Linked DNA regions of Macaca mulatta: region 1 is linked to region 2. A link is a contact called in public Hi-C data. All regions are on one chromosome and are shown on one strand. The core of a region is the stretch at or near the end of the contact, and the rest is flanking DNA. Distances in the headings are between cores, read along the strand shown.

Region 1 (6,525 bases), core at 3,728-6,227, 200 kb before region 2:
GAACACCTGGACAGTTTCCTAAAAATACAGATTCCCGGCACCCTAGTCCCAAAATCAGAATTCTCTGGGAATGGAGCCTAGGAATCTGCATTTAAAATAAGCCCCCCTCCAGGTGATTAAAATGGTTCAAGAAGGCATTAAGAAACACTGAGGCCGGGCGTGGTGGCTCATGCCTGTAATCTTAACCCTTTGGGAAGCTGGGAGGAGGATCGCTTCAGCCCAGGAGTTTCAGAGGCTACAGTGAAATATGATGGTGCCACTGCACTCCAGTCTGGGTGACAGAATGAGATCCTCTCCCCCAACCCCCTGCAAAAAAAAAAAAAAAAGAAACATCGAGGCTGGGCGCAGTGGCTCACGCCTATAATCCCAGCAATTTGGGAGACCGAGGCAGGCGGATCACGAGGTCAGGAGATCGAGACCATCCTGGCCAACATGGTGAAAACCCGTCTCTACTAAAAAATACAAAAATTAGCTGGGCGTGGTGGCATGTGCCTGTAGTCCCAGCTACTCGGGAGGCTGAGGCAGGAGAATCTCTTGAACCCAGGAGGCAGAGGTTGCAGTGAGCCGAGATTGCGCCATTGCACTCCAGCCTGGGCAACAAGAGTGAAACTCGACAGAGAGAGACTCAAAAAAAAATCGAAAGGATCAATTAAGGTGTCATCAGGTGTGTGTGTGTGTGTGTTTAGGAGAGTAGGATGGGGAAGACGGTACTATCATCTGTGACCACAAGGTGGCAGCAGGGACAGACAAGGAGAAACAAAGTCTCCGGTTGGTGCTCACATCCAGAGGGGCTGGGGATGGGCAAACCTGGAGATCAGGTTGTGGAAGGAGGTGGGCCCTTTACATGATCTCCTTTGCTAGGTGACATCCCTGTTACCGCAGGGCCAATCGCCTGTGACCACCTGTCTCTTTATCAGGTCTTTATGGAGGCTGATTTTTGCCACTCTGCTGGCAGGAAAGGCATTGTGAGCTTGGGTGGTGATAGTGTGTGTTCCACATGGGGGAGAATGGGAGGCAAGGGGTGTGTCACATCCTCAGATGTGTTCATTGGGCAGGGTCACCTACACAGGGCAGCTTACTCAAAGGACATCAGTGCCTGTTGAAAGCAGTGTCTCCCACCCTCTGCTACTAGGATTGTGGTTGCAGGTGCCTCTCAGGAGAGGCTCACATCTGTGGCTGGGGAGCTGGCCAAAGACCAGGCAAAGGACGCTGGACTGGGGCGGGGCAGGGGCAGGAAACACAGGATGGGGCAGCTGCCTCTGGAAGCAGCCAAAATGTCCCCAGCTGCAGCAGGAGTGAGTAGAGGATTAGGTGACAGTCCCCTAACAGCCCGGAACTAACACCCTCCTCCCCCTCACACATGCACCCTGGCCTGCCCCCTCCAAGCCTTCCAGAGCTCAGAATAATCCTGAGAACCAGGCAGCAGGATGGCAGGGGTTCCTCTTGGGGTCCTGCTCCTCTTGGGGCTCCTCGGTATGGACAGGGGCCGGGGTGAGAGGCAATTGGTCACACAGATACCGACATAAAGGGACTGGGAAGGCAAAGACAGAGACCAAGATGAAGACTGAGACACAGTATTTGGTTTCCAGGCACAGTATAATTGGTTTAGGAGACAGATACGGATAATACACAGCCTCAGAGGCCTGTGAGGACCCAGGGGAAGCAGAGAGGAGAGGTAATTCAGCCTCTTCATTATTGCCAATGACCCTTCCTGCTTGACCCCATCGCAGGCAGTGGTGTGGGGAAGAACGAAGAACTGCGTCTTTATCACCATCTCTTCGACAACTATGACTCAGGAAGCCGGCCAGTGCGGGAGCCTGAGGATACTGTCACCATCAGTCTCAAGGTCACCCTGACGAATCTCATCTCACTGGTAAGATATCCCCACCCTCATCACAAGCCAAAAACCCCACTTCTGGCCCCAACCGCTGAGCTTGGTCCTAAAGCTCACTTCTGGCCCTGAAATCTCACTTCAATCATCCCCATCTCCCATCTGCAGAATGAAAAAGAGGAGACTCTCACCACTAACGTCTGGATCGGAATCGTGAGTCAAATCTGGGGAACAGTGTTAGGTCTTGTCCAGGGGACTCCTTTTCCCCCACACCCCTCCCAGGCAACGCCAGGTGGGAGATGCAGGGTACGCGTCCTTCCGTCCCCCACCCCTTAGGATTGGCAGGATTACCGACTCAACTACAGCAAGGACGACTTTGGGGGCATAGAAATTCTGCGAGTCCCTTCAGAACTCGTGTGGCTGCCAGAGATTGTTCTGGAAAACAAGTGAGAACCGGGCCGGATGCCAGGCTGGAGGGAAGCCAGCCTGGGGTGCGGGCTGGACTTGGTTGGGGAAGGGGGGGTACTCCGAGAGGGTGCAGATCTGTGCAAAAAGCTCGGTTTCCCCGAGCTCACAGTATTGATGGCCAGTTCGGCGTGGCCTACGACGTCAACGTGCTGGTCTACGAGGACGGCTCCGTGACGTGGTTGCCTCCGGCCATCTACCGCAGCGTCTGCGCCGTGGAGGTCACCTACTTCCCCTTCGATTGGCAGAACTGTTCGCTTATTTTCCGGTGGGAAGAGTTACTCCGAGGCTCGGACGGTTATGGGAGGGGCCTGTGTGTGGGCGGGGCCAAGTGGCAGCACCGCCCTCGGGGCGGGGCTTCGCGCTGGAGGTGGAGCCAGTTGTAGGCACAGGGTGGGACGCTGGAGCGGAGTCCGAGGTAGAGGTGGGAACAGAGGCGCGCGGGCTGGGCCTGGGTGAAGGGGTGGGGCCTCGCAGCCCCGCTAGATCCCAGCTTCCAGGGCAGGGTCTGAGGCTGGGGCCCGGGTCAGAGCTTGTGGGGTGGGCTCCCGGCCCTGGCTCCGCAGCTCTCAGACGTACAATGCCGAAGAAGTGGAGTTCACCTTTGCTGTGGACGACTCCGGCGAGACCATCAACAAGATCGACATCGACACTGAGGCCTATACTGGTGAAGCCCCGCCTGCTCAGAAAAACCCGCTTCTAGACGGGGTCCAGAGAGGGGACTTCCAGGGTGGGCTTGCCCCAGACCAATGCCACTGGAGGATGACTTCCGCAACCGGGTTTAGCTTACCCCTGTCCTGAAATCATTCTCGATTGTTACTCTAGTCCTGCCTTCTGGCTTTCCATACCCTCAAAGAGAATGCCCTTTTCTGCCCGAATTGCCCCCACCCTGACGGCCCATGACCCTGGTGCAGACAGCCGCAGCCTCCTCTTCAGCCCGCCGTCAGCCGGCTGACCCTGCCCGCGTCCCGCAGAGAACGGCGAGTGGGCCATCGATTACTGCCCGGGGGTGATCCGCCGCCACGACAGTGGCGCCACCGACGGCCCAGGGGAGACTGACGTCGTCTACTCGCTCATCATCCGCCGGAAGCCGCTGTTCTACGTCATTAACATCATCGTGCCCTGTGTGCTCATCTCGGGCCTGGTGCTTCTCGCCTACTTCCTGCCGGCGCAGGGTAAGCAGTGGCCCCGAACCCACACCCAAACCCGGGGTCGCTCCCGGGAGGCGGGGCCCGCTCTCACCGGCTCTCCCTCCAGCCGGCGGCCAGAAATGCACGGTCTCCATCAACGTCCTGCTCGCCCAGACCGTCTTCTTGTTCCTCATTGCCCAGAAAATCCCAGAGACGTCTCTGAGCGTGCCGCTCCTGGGCAGGTAAGGGCGGAGCAGGTCTGGGCGGTGACCCCCGCGGGGGCGTGGCCAGTGTGAAGGGCGGGGCCAAGGGGGGTTGTCGGGTGGGGGCGTGGCCAAAACCCAGAGACCCCGGGAGAAGCTCTGGCTGTCTCGCCCCGCCCTGGGCTTTATTCGGACGCCGGGTGGGGCTGGGACGGGGATGGAGTCCCTGGTCTGCCGTCCTCCTCACTGCTGCTGGACGTCACCTGGAGGTCTCCTGAGTAGCTCTGTTGAGGGACGGTCCGGCTCAGTGCCTCCCTAGCCCCGCCGCCGCCGCCGCCGCCGCCTCTGGCCCCCAACTCACCCCGCATCCCGAGCTCACTGGTTCTCCGGGGATTCCGAGGCCTAGCTGCTGTTGCCACTGTCGCAGGAATGAGGCAGACCCCTGCAGACCCCGTCCACACAGGCATAGCCACGCTCCCTGGACTAGAAGCCGGGCGCCGGCGCCCATCGCAGCCCCAGCTTGCCGAGTCCCCTGCCCCGCGGCCTGGGCTACCCGGCTCAGAGCTGCACCCGGATCCCCGCCGTCTGGGGCTGGGCCCGCGCTGCTGTCTAGTCGCCGCGCCTCCTGCTGCAGCCACAGGGCTGAGATCTGCAATGGGAGCACAGGGGTTAGCGGGGAGGCAGAGGTCCTTGCTCCCGCTGCCAGATTGCCGCGTATCCTGAGCCCCCCAGTACCCCACCTCTAACAAGGTGGCGCCGAAGCTCACGAGGCTGGCTGCGGCTTCTCTTAACACCAGCCCCAGGGTGGGCTTCGGGGCAGGCAGCATCCCCTGCATATTCAGCTCCGGTGGCTCCAGGGATTTCAGCTCTCTGAACCTCTGCTCCAGATATTCATGGGCTGCGGCCACGGAGAGTTCCAGGGAAGACAGAAGTGGGGGCTGGAGGGCCACCTGGAGATGGAGCAGAGCAGTAGCAGGGCAAGGGTCACAGGGCGCGCAGGAGACCTACCCAGAAAGTGTCGAGGTGCTGCCCTCGGCGGGCGTAGCCTCACCTCGGTGGAGCTGTGGAAGTGGTAGATCCACATCAGGGTGTCCAGGGAGCTGGGGGTTCCCTTCATGGCTGCCACAAGTGGTAGGACGGGAGAAGGGCTGGGGGATGCGTCTGTCATCGCGCAGGGGTCGCAGCTGGAGGGCGTAACCAACCCGTGCCAGGAGAAGCCGTGTTTGTGAGGTCAGAGAGCGCGTGGCACCTTCCGTAGCTGGGAGGGGGAGCGGTGATGTCACGCATTGTGGGCTTCTCAGGTTCCTTATTTTCGTCATGGTGGTCGCCACGCTCATTGTCATGAATTGCGTCATCGTGCTCAACGTGTCCCTGCGGACGCCCACGACCCACAGCATGTCCCCGCGGCTGCGCCACGTAAGTGCGGAGGGGCCGGTGCGGCCCGGTGGGGGTGGAGCTTACTACTAACCCCGCCCCCTAAGCCCCGCCTCTAACCCAGGTTCTCCTGGAGCTGCTGCCGCGCCTGCTGGGCTCCCCGCCGCCCCCCGAGGCTCCCCGAGCCGCCTCGCCTCCAAGGCGGGCGTCGTCTGTGGGCTTATTGCTCCGCGCGGAGGAGCTGATACTAAAAAAGCCGCGGAGCGAGCTCGTGTTTGAGGGGCAGAGGCACCGGCACGGGACCTGGACGGGTGAGCACAGTGGCCCGGCGGGCTGCGGGGGGTGCCTGCCACGGGGGAGGCTCCTAACGGCCCACCCCGGTGTTTTCCCCGCCAGCTGCCTTCTGCCAGAGCCTGGGCGCCGCCGCCCCCGAGGTCCGCTGCTGTGTGGATGCCGTGAACTTCGTGGCCGAGAGCACGAGAGATCAGGAGGCCACCGGCGAGGTGGGACGGGAGCCAGAGGCGGGTGGAGCGCGGCAGAGGCCCCCCACTGTCTCCCATGCAGCTGGCTCCAGCAGCTGCCTCTTTACTGACTGTGCCATCCCTTCCCCAGGAAGTGTCCGACTGGGTGCGCATGGGGAATGCCCTTGACAACATCTGCTTCTGGGCCGCTCTGGTGCTCTTCAGCGTGGGCTCCAGCCTCATCTTCCTCGGGGCCTACTTCAACCGAGTGCCTGATCTCCCGTACCCGCCGTGTATCCAGCCTTAGTGCGCACCGACTTCAACTTCCCACCCATCTCCAGTAGGAAACTGATTTTGAAAAAGGCTGCCGCCACCGCGGCATTATGATCCCTTCCCACGGCTGATCAATCTGTATTTTGTGAACTTTACAGGAAGAATGGTGTGTGCCCACCCCTTGGTGTGTGTAGGCCTGGCCCCAGTCCAGGGGTCAGCAGGAGGAAACGATTCACACAGGCTCTCAGGTGCCAGTGTTCCAGAAAGCAAGGACTGCCCTTCATTCAGCCTTGCTGACCTCCCAGCCTTTCTCAGGCCCAGCCCCAGGGGACTCTGGAGGCTGCCAGCTTGTGAGCTGCCTTTGTTCATCTCAGAGCCAGACAGGAGACCCCTTTGCAGGACTTGCACATAGGGAGGCTGGAGCCAGGAAACCCTCTTCTTCCCTGGTCTGGCTCTGCTGGAGCTGGTGGGAACCAAACCCCTTCAGTGCCGGTGGCCCTCTGGCCCACAAGTTTAGGGCTGAGGCTGCCCTGGTCCTCCTGCAGTCATTTCTTCTAGGTTTTCTTGGCCCAGCACTGCCCATCCCAACCCCCATGAGGCTCACTCATTGCAGATCCCAGCCCACCCTGCCCCTTTCTTCTGCACCCTGGAGGCGCTCTCTGCCTAGTATACAGGACTGAGAGAAAGCAATAAAATGGGGCCTGCATGGTGGGAGCTGGTTGAATTGTCTTTATTAACAAACAGGATATCCAAGGCCACTACATTGAGGAGGGGTGGGGGGAGGGAGG
Region 2 (7,189 bases), core at 4,355-6,854:
GGGCGGGTTGGGCACCGGGGGGAAGGCCTGGTAGGTGGCGATGAACAGGTCTTTACGGAAGGACAAGCCCAGCACATCCAGGTCTTCACGGCCATAGCGGAAGGCGCAGGTGAGGGTCACAAACACTGGCAAGGGAGGGTAAGATGTGTGGTCAGGAGCCCCGCTTCCCCAGTCCCCCAGCACCTCGCAGCCGCTGCTCCTCCCTCAGCAGCATAAGACTTGCCTGAACCCTACTCCTGGCTTCCACCTCCAGCCTCCATCTCTCTGGGGTGCCCTTCCAAGGCCAGCCCATTTCACTTCCCTAGCCCCCACTTCCCCTGAGCCCCCGGACTTGGGGCCAGTACCTTTGCGGTCCTTCAGGTAGTCAGGGTCCACAAGCACCACGCCATCTAGGAGGGGGACACACCAGCTCACTTCCGGAAAGAGCCGCCGCCCCCTTTCCTGGGCCCGGGAACTTCTTCCCCTCTTGGGGAACGAGCTGCTCCTTTCTGAGAACACTTACCTACAGGGTCCACCTTGTCCAGGTGATCTACGAAGTCCCGCTTGCCCAAGTACACGGTGAGCTGAGGATGTCAAGGGGTCACAGGGGAGATTGGGGAGGATGGTGACAGGGCATCGGAGCCCTCAAAACTGGCTGCCCTGCCCGGGGATCTCCAGGCTGGGCTATCAGGAAGGAGTTTCTCCAGCTTTCCTCCCAACAGTGTTGGAAAGTGAGGGTGGCGGCGTTTCTCAGACTAGTGGACCTTAACGCTTTTTAGCTGCTCCCTAATCTCTGCACACCTCTGCCCACCAGCCCGGTGTGTGTGTGTGTGTGTGTGTTTGTGTGTGTGTGTGGCCTCAGCCCACCCAGTCAGGTGTGCATGTGAACATGTATGTGCATGTGTGTCTGTGTGTGTGTGTTTGCATCCTCAGGGAGGACTCAGCCCAACCAGCGAGGTGTGTTTGTGTGTGTCTGTGTGTGTGTGTGTGTTTGCATCCTCAACCAGCCAGAGGGGTGTGTGTGTGTGTGTATTTGTGTCTGTGTGTGTCCGTGTGTCTATGTGTGTGTGTCTTTGGATCTTCAGGGAGAACTCAGTCCTACTAGCCAGCTAGAGAGCAGCTGCCACCCTCACGAGGTCCCCTCAAGGGGCTCTAGGATCAATAAGCCATAGCCTGGGTGGGGGCTGTTAACTTTTCCCAGCCCCACGCACCTTGGGTTGGGCCCTAGGAGGGCTACAGGCACATGGCTTGCTTCTGGCCGCCTCCTCTGTGATCTGCTTGGGGACCCAGGCCTGCCCCACCCAGCCTGTGGCTGGCTCAGGCTGAGCAGCCTCTGCGGCAAGGGGCTTCAGGAGGAAAGGAAGTCGGCTCTTAGCTGTCACAGGAAGTGGGGAGCTAGGGGTTGGGGATCATCTTTGGGCAGGCTGGGGATCGTCTAGGGGAAGGCCGGGCTTTGTTGGGGCCCAGGGAGGGTCGAAAGGGTAAGTGCTGTGGAGACTCACCTTGCAGTTAGGGCTCGACTTCTTGAAGACCCTAACAAAACAGAAAGGGAAACCCCACTGCCTCCCTCAGACTCAGCAGGGACCCCACACCAGGACCCTCTCCCTCCCAGGCCTCCTGCCTGAGGCTGCAGGGCTTTGCCCAGCTCTGCCCCTTTCCCCTTCTTCCCGGAAGGTCCTTCCTATTTCTAACATGGCGGCAAGGGGAAATGCCCCTCTCTTGTCCACCCTCCTTCGTCCCCGTCCCTCCCTAGTAATGGCCACTGGTTGCCCTAGGAACCACCCAGGCTCTTCCCAGAGGACCAGAATGGGCAGGTTGCCTCAGTGTCTGGGTAAGACCTAACCATCTTTCCATCTGGTCTACAGCGCTGACTGCTGGAGCATAGAGGAGAGCAATGACCCTGGCCTTTGGCCCTAGATGGTTTCTACCATAGGCCCTACCCAAGTTTGACTCTACTCTACTCACCTCCAACTGTCCCCAACTCCGACCTCAACAGCTTAAAAGCCTGTTTGAACGCCCAGCCTTTAGGAAGCTGACCCAGCCCAGACTCTGGTCACTCCTTGTTTTGGGTTCCTGTCACACCTTGTTGATGTTTTACTTGTGGTGTGGTAGCACACACGGACAGTTAGCTGCCTCCCTCCTCAGACTGTGAGCCTCGGAGGCCTTATTCATTTACGCATCTCCAGCACAGTGCCACCCAGATCATGAAGATGCTAATGCTGCTAACATTCAGAGTGACTTCTCCATGCCCAGCACCGTTCCACGTGTTTCAAATGTGTCATCTCTTGTAATACTCTGTTGTTTGAGACGGAGTCTCGCTCTGTTGCCCAGGCTGGAGTGCAGTGGCGCAATCTCAGCTCACTGCAACCTCCGCCTCCCAGATTTAAGTGATTCTCCTGCTTCAGTCTCCCAAGCAGCTGGGATTACAGGCGTGAGCCACCACGTCCAGGTATGTTTTGTATATATATATTTTTTGAGATGGAGTCTCGCTCTATCACCAAGGCTGGAGTGCAGTGGCACGCTGTCAGCTCACTGCAACCTCCACCTCCTGGGTTCAAGCGATTCTCATGCCTCAGCCTCCTGAGTAGGTGGGATTAGAGGTGCCTGCCATCATGTCTGGATAATTTTTTATTTTTTTGAGATGGAGTCTTGCTCTGTCGCCCAGGCTGGAGTGCAGTGGCGCAATTTTGGCTCACTGCAACCTCTGCCTCCCAGGTTCATGCCATTCTCCTGCCTCAGCCTCCCGAGTAGCTGGGACTACAGGTGCCCACCACCACGCCCGGCTAATTTTTTGTATTTTTAGTAGAGACGGGGTTTCACCGTGTTAGCCAGGACGGTCTTGATCTCCTGACCTCGTGATCCGCCAGTCTCGGCCTCCCAAAGTGCTGGGATTACAGGTGTGAGCCACTGCGCCTGGCTGCTAATTTTTATATTTTTAGTATAGATGGGGTTTCCCTATGTTGGCCAGGCTGATCTCGAACTCCTGACCTCAAGTGATCCGCCCGCCTCAGCCTCCCAAAGGGCTGGGATTACGGGCTTGAGCCACTGCGTCTGGCCTGTATTTTGTAGTTTTTTAGTAGAGACAAGGTTTCCCCAAGTTGGCCAGGCTGATCTCCAACTCCTGACCTCAGGTGATGCACCCGCCTCAGCCTCCCAAAGTGCTGGGATTACAGGCGTGAGCCACCACGCCCGGCCTTAGGTTGCAGTGAGCCAAGATTGCGTCACTGCACTCCAGCCTGGGTGACAGAGCAAGACTCCATTTCAAATAAATAAATAAATAAATAAATAAATAATAAAATAAAATAAAACTACCCAGTGATGGAGGTCCTAATGTCTCTATTTTCCAGGTGAGGAAACTGAGGCAGAGAGAGGTTAAGTGTTTTAAGGTCACAGAGAGAGTAAATGGTGGGAATTAATAGAAACCAAGGCGGTCTGGCTCCGAGTCCATCCTCTCAATCAATATTACACTATCCGTCTCTGTAGCTGGCATCAATAGTTTGTTCAATTGAAGGGTATTCGCTTTCCAGTTGCTGAAACAATTTAAGCCTGGACTCCACCCACTGCTGGGAGGGTAAGGAAGTGTTTGGCAATCCCAGTGATATGGCCAATTGTGAGCCTATTCTTTGAAGCATCACCTTACTCCTTCCAATCCACTCTGCCTCAGCAGTGATCCCTGGAAAGGATCCTCAGATAGACAGCAGAACGTGAAATCCTGCCAACTAGCCCATCCCTCCTCCAACTCTACCACCCCATTCCCAGAGGACCCCAATGGGCAGGTTGCCGCAGTATCTGGGTAAGACTTAACCATCTTTCCATCTGGTCTACAGCTCTGACAGCTGGAGCATATAGGAGAGCAATGACTCTGGCCTTTGGCCCTAAATGGTTTCTACCATAGGCCCAGTTTCTGCTACAACTTCACTTGTCCCTTCTTCCCAGAAAGCCAAGCTGTCCAAAGATTATAAGGTAAAGGGTATGGAGGCCCCCAGGTATTCCTAACCAATAAAAGGGAATAAACATCGATACGGTGGCAGCTAGAATAAACATCCTATCTTTTGTCCCAACTTGGGGGCTGAGTGCTGTGGCATCATCCAGGCTCTCCCTCCCCTTTGCTTCTGGTTTTCCTCTTTGTCCCAGGGTGTCCTCCCATTAGGAGCCCTGGCACAGGGCTGTGACAGCCACAGTCAGTGGGCCAACTGCAGTGTGGCTCTGGGGCAACTGCCCTGGAGCAGCTGCAAGGCACCTGCCCTTTGGATCCTAACCCAGCCACCTCCTGCCAGGCTGAGGAGGAGCAGCGTGCAGATACTAGGCTGGCCAAGGAGGCAGAGTGTGGGGATGACCAGGGAGGTGCCCAATGGGGGCAGGGGTAGCTGAAGCAGATGTCCTTTCACACTTCCTGCTATTCTCTCCATTTCCTGTGGCCCAGAATTTGATGGAGGTGAGGGAAATTGGGTCAAGTCAGCAGTCCCCTTTGGTCCATCTGTCCCACTCCTTGAACCACATAACGGAAATCAGGGGCCTCCCACAAGGCAGCAACTTCCCCTTTCTCTGGGATGTTTAAACCCTAATCCAGGATACCGATCATCTCTCTGATGATCTCTTTCTGATACTCATCTACTTGACGCTCAGAAACCTGGGTTCTCCTACTCTATAGGTTGGAAGTGGGGTCGATATGATGCTTTGCAGAGCAAGCCAGAGCTCAGGACCAATTCCCTATTCCCGATCCCCTCTGGGTTGAGGCCTACAGCCCCAACCTTTCTGTCTTTTGCTCCTGCTCCCCTGGGACTCAGGCATTCACCCCTTACCCCTTGGGGGTGTTGAGTCACAACAGGAAGTGGATTTTGCTAGAGACCAAAAAAGAGAACTCGGGGTATCAGTGGAAGGAAAGAGCCTCGATTGCACAGAAAACATCCGGGGAGTGGACGCGCGCCCAGCGTGAATACTGCCTCCCCCACCCCCAGGGAGAGGGATCCGATCTAGTTTCAGGAAGGGTCAGGCTCTCCCAAGATGAAGCTGTTGCTCCTGGCAACCCAGGGGAAGGTAGAAGTTTGGATGAGGAGCCACCCGGCCCTCGGGACAGGTGTGGGCAGCGCGACTACCTGGGGGATATTGGACAGGAGGCTTTGCATTGGCTTGGCACGAGTCTGGAGGGGATCCCCCTCCCAGCATCCAGCCTCCCCGTACACGACCCCTCGGGGCCAGCCACCTGCTCCTCCCTCCGTCCCTGCATCGCAGCCTGCCCAGACTCCTGGGCACGGGAGAGCCCAGTAGTCTGGCCCCACATCCCTGAGAGAACCCCGACACCGGTTTTTCTGATCCCCCTCCGGCCTCGCTTTCTGCAGGGGCCCGGGCATTTCCCCCCAACCTCATTATCCTCGAGGACCTGCGCGTGCGGCCCCGGATGGCTGTCCCTAGGGACCCAGGCGTCCGGCCCCCAGATCCTCTCCGCGGCGTCCTCGTCTGGGACCGTCCCAGCCCCCGCCCCGAGCCGCCGCCCATGCCCCGCCGCGTGGCCCCACCTCCCTTACCTGGTCCCGGGTTTCTCCCCCATGGTGCGCGCGCCCGCCGCCCGCTCGGTTCGCGGCTCGCTCGCAGCCTCCTCGCCCGCTGCCAAGATCCCTGCTCCTCCCCGCGCCAATGCGCACGCGCGCCCTCCGCGCTCTCGCCTCTTCCCCCTCCCTCCCGGCCCGGCTCTGGTCTGGGGGAACCGGGGCCAGATGCGTCAGCCGGATCGCGCGCGCCGCGGCGCTGCCCGCCCTCTCCTAGCAGACACACGGGGCCATTGGCTCCGCCCCCAACCCTTCGCGTTCCGTCCCAGCCGGGGAGCCCTCCCCCGCGCGCGGGGCCCGCTCCCGCTCTTCCCGCCCATCTCCCCGCCCCGCCGCAACCCCTTGAAACCGATTGGGCCCCCCTAAACCAAGGCTCCCGCCTTCCAGGGGATCTAAGTCTTTCGATTGGCCCTCGGCATCCAGAACCTTTAGGGGTCTCCTCCCCTTTGTTTGCTTTCTCAGTGGCGGTGGGGGCGACCGGGCTGTTGGGGGCGGTGGAATGAGCTGAAGCGCCGTCTGGGAAGGAGGATGGTGGGGGGGAACACGTGGGTGAGCAGTTCAATTGCGTGATACTTGCTTCAGTGCGCGCGGCTCACCTGCTCCACGCGGAGCGTACCGCCTTCTGTGGCCAGCCCTCCCGCTTCTTCACCGCAGCGTGTCAGCTCCTCCTGGTGTCTACATTTGATCTTCGCAGGGTTCCCTTTTCCAATGTCTCTGACTCTCCATCTCCTTCACCCACCCATCCCAGCTAACATCCACTCACTCACTCGCTCGCACCCATCGGTCCATCTATCGACCCACCCATCCGTGCCTATTTTATGCTATTTACTATGCCAATCGATGGGGACACATATGAATTACCATGGCCCCTGACTTCCTAGAATAGTTGAGGAGACACATACACAGGTATTACCCAGGTATGCTATTACAGAGGTCTGAGTCAGAAGACACAGCCACTAACAGCGCTCGGCCCGGGCGGGGGTGGAGCGGAGAACAAATGAGGACAGTCTTTCTGAAGGATGTGCAGAAGTTTTTTTTCGTTTTCTTTTTTTTGAGATAGAGTCTCGCTCTGTTGCCCCGGCTGGAGTGCAGTGGCGCGATCTCGGCTCACTGCAACCTCCGCCTCCCAGGTTCAAGCACTTCTCTGCTCAGCCTCCCGAGTAGCTGGGATTACAGGCGCCTGCCACAATGCCTAGCTACTTTTCATATTTTTAATAGAGACAAGGTTTCATCACGTTGGCCTTGCTGGTCTCAAATGCCTGACCTCGTGTTCCACCCGCCTCAGCCTCCCAAAGTGTTGGGATTACAGGCGTGAGCCACCGTGCCGGGCCGGGCAGAAGTTAAGACAGGGCATTCCAAAGAGAAAGACAAGGCACATCCTGTTGTGTGGTGTTGGTGGGGAAGCCTGGAACAGGTTGTGGAGGATTTTGTATAGCAGATGAAGGAGCGAGACTGAGGGCCCCGCAGAAGGACACGAGGAACCAGTAGTGGTTTTTAAAGCAGAGGGGGCCGCGTGCAGTGGCTCACACCTGTAGTCCCAGTACTTTGGGAGGCCGAGGTGGGCTGATCACCTGAGGTCAGGAGTTCGAGACCACTCTGGCCAACATGTTGAAATTTAGGCTATAATCCCAGCTACTCATGAGGCTGAGGCAGGAGAATCACTT

Evidence for each region. Hi-C and Micro-C count contacts between places; a contact is called where the count stands out from the background.
Region 1: a contact with region 2 is called in a Hi-C map of CD4 T cells, with 7 times the contacts expected there. The contact joins the promoter of C16H17orf107 here to the promoter of ARRB2 in region 2. A contact is called at or near these places in 5 of 14 Hi-C or Micro-C datasets (CD4 T cells, blood, cortical neurons and 2 more).

What each region holds. Positions count from the first base shown.
Region 1 is chr16:6,439,458-6,445,982 of T2T-MMU8v2.0, reverse strand. It overlaps C16H17orf107 (chromosome 16 C17orf107 homolog), which reads right to left and starts at 4,977. Exons shown (of 3, transcript XM_077970082.1): 1 at 4,681-4,977; 2 at 4,009-4,579; 3 at 1,578-3,913. The coding sequence starts at 4,797. The coding sequence ends at 3,873. It overlaps CHRNE (cholinergic receptor nicotinic epsilon subunit), which reads left to right. Exons shown (of 13, transcript XM_077970053.1): 2 at 1,731-1,873; 3 at 2,000-2,044; 4 at 2,168-2,277; 5 at 2,409-2,564; 6 at 2,863-2,963; 7 at 3,271-3,471; 8 at 3,554-3,668; 9 at 4,931-5,045; 10 at 5,128-5,314; 11 at 5,400-5,506; 12 at 5,616-5,804; 13 at 5,896-6,448. The coding sequence ends at 5,771. MINK1 (misshapen like kinase 1) reads right to left here. Exons shown (of 32, transcript XM_077969862.1): 32 at 6,452-6,525.
Region 2 is chr16:6,238,771-6,245,959 of T2T-MMU8v2.0, reverse strand. It overlaps ARRB2 (arrestin beta 2), which reads right to left and starts at 5,604. Exons shown (of 14, transcript XM_077970016.1): 1 at 5,483-5,604; 2 at 503-563; 3 at 345-389; 4 at 1-125. It overlaps LOC144335278 (a long non-coding RNA gene), which reads left to right and starts at 2,424. Exons shown (of 2, transcript XR_013406009.1): 1 at 2,424-2,625; 2 at 3,304-5,607.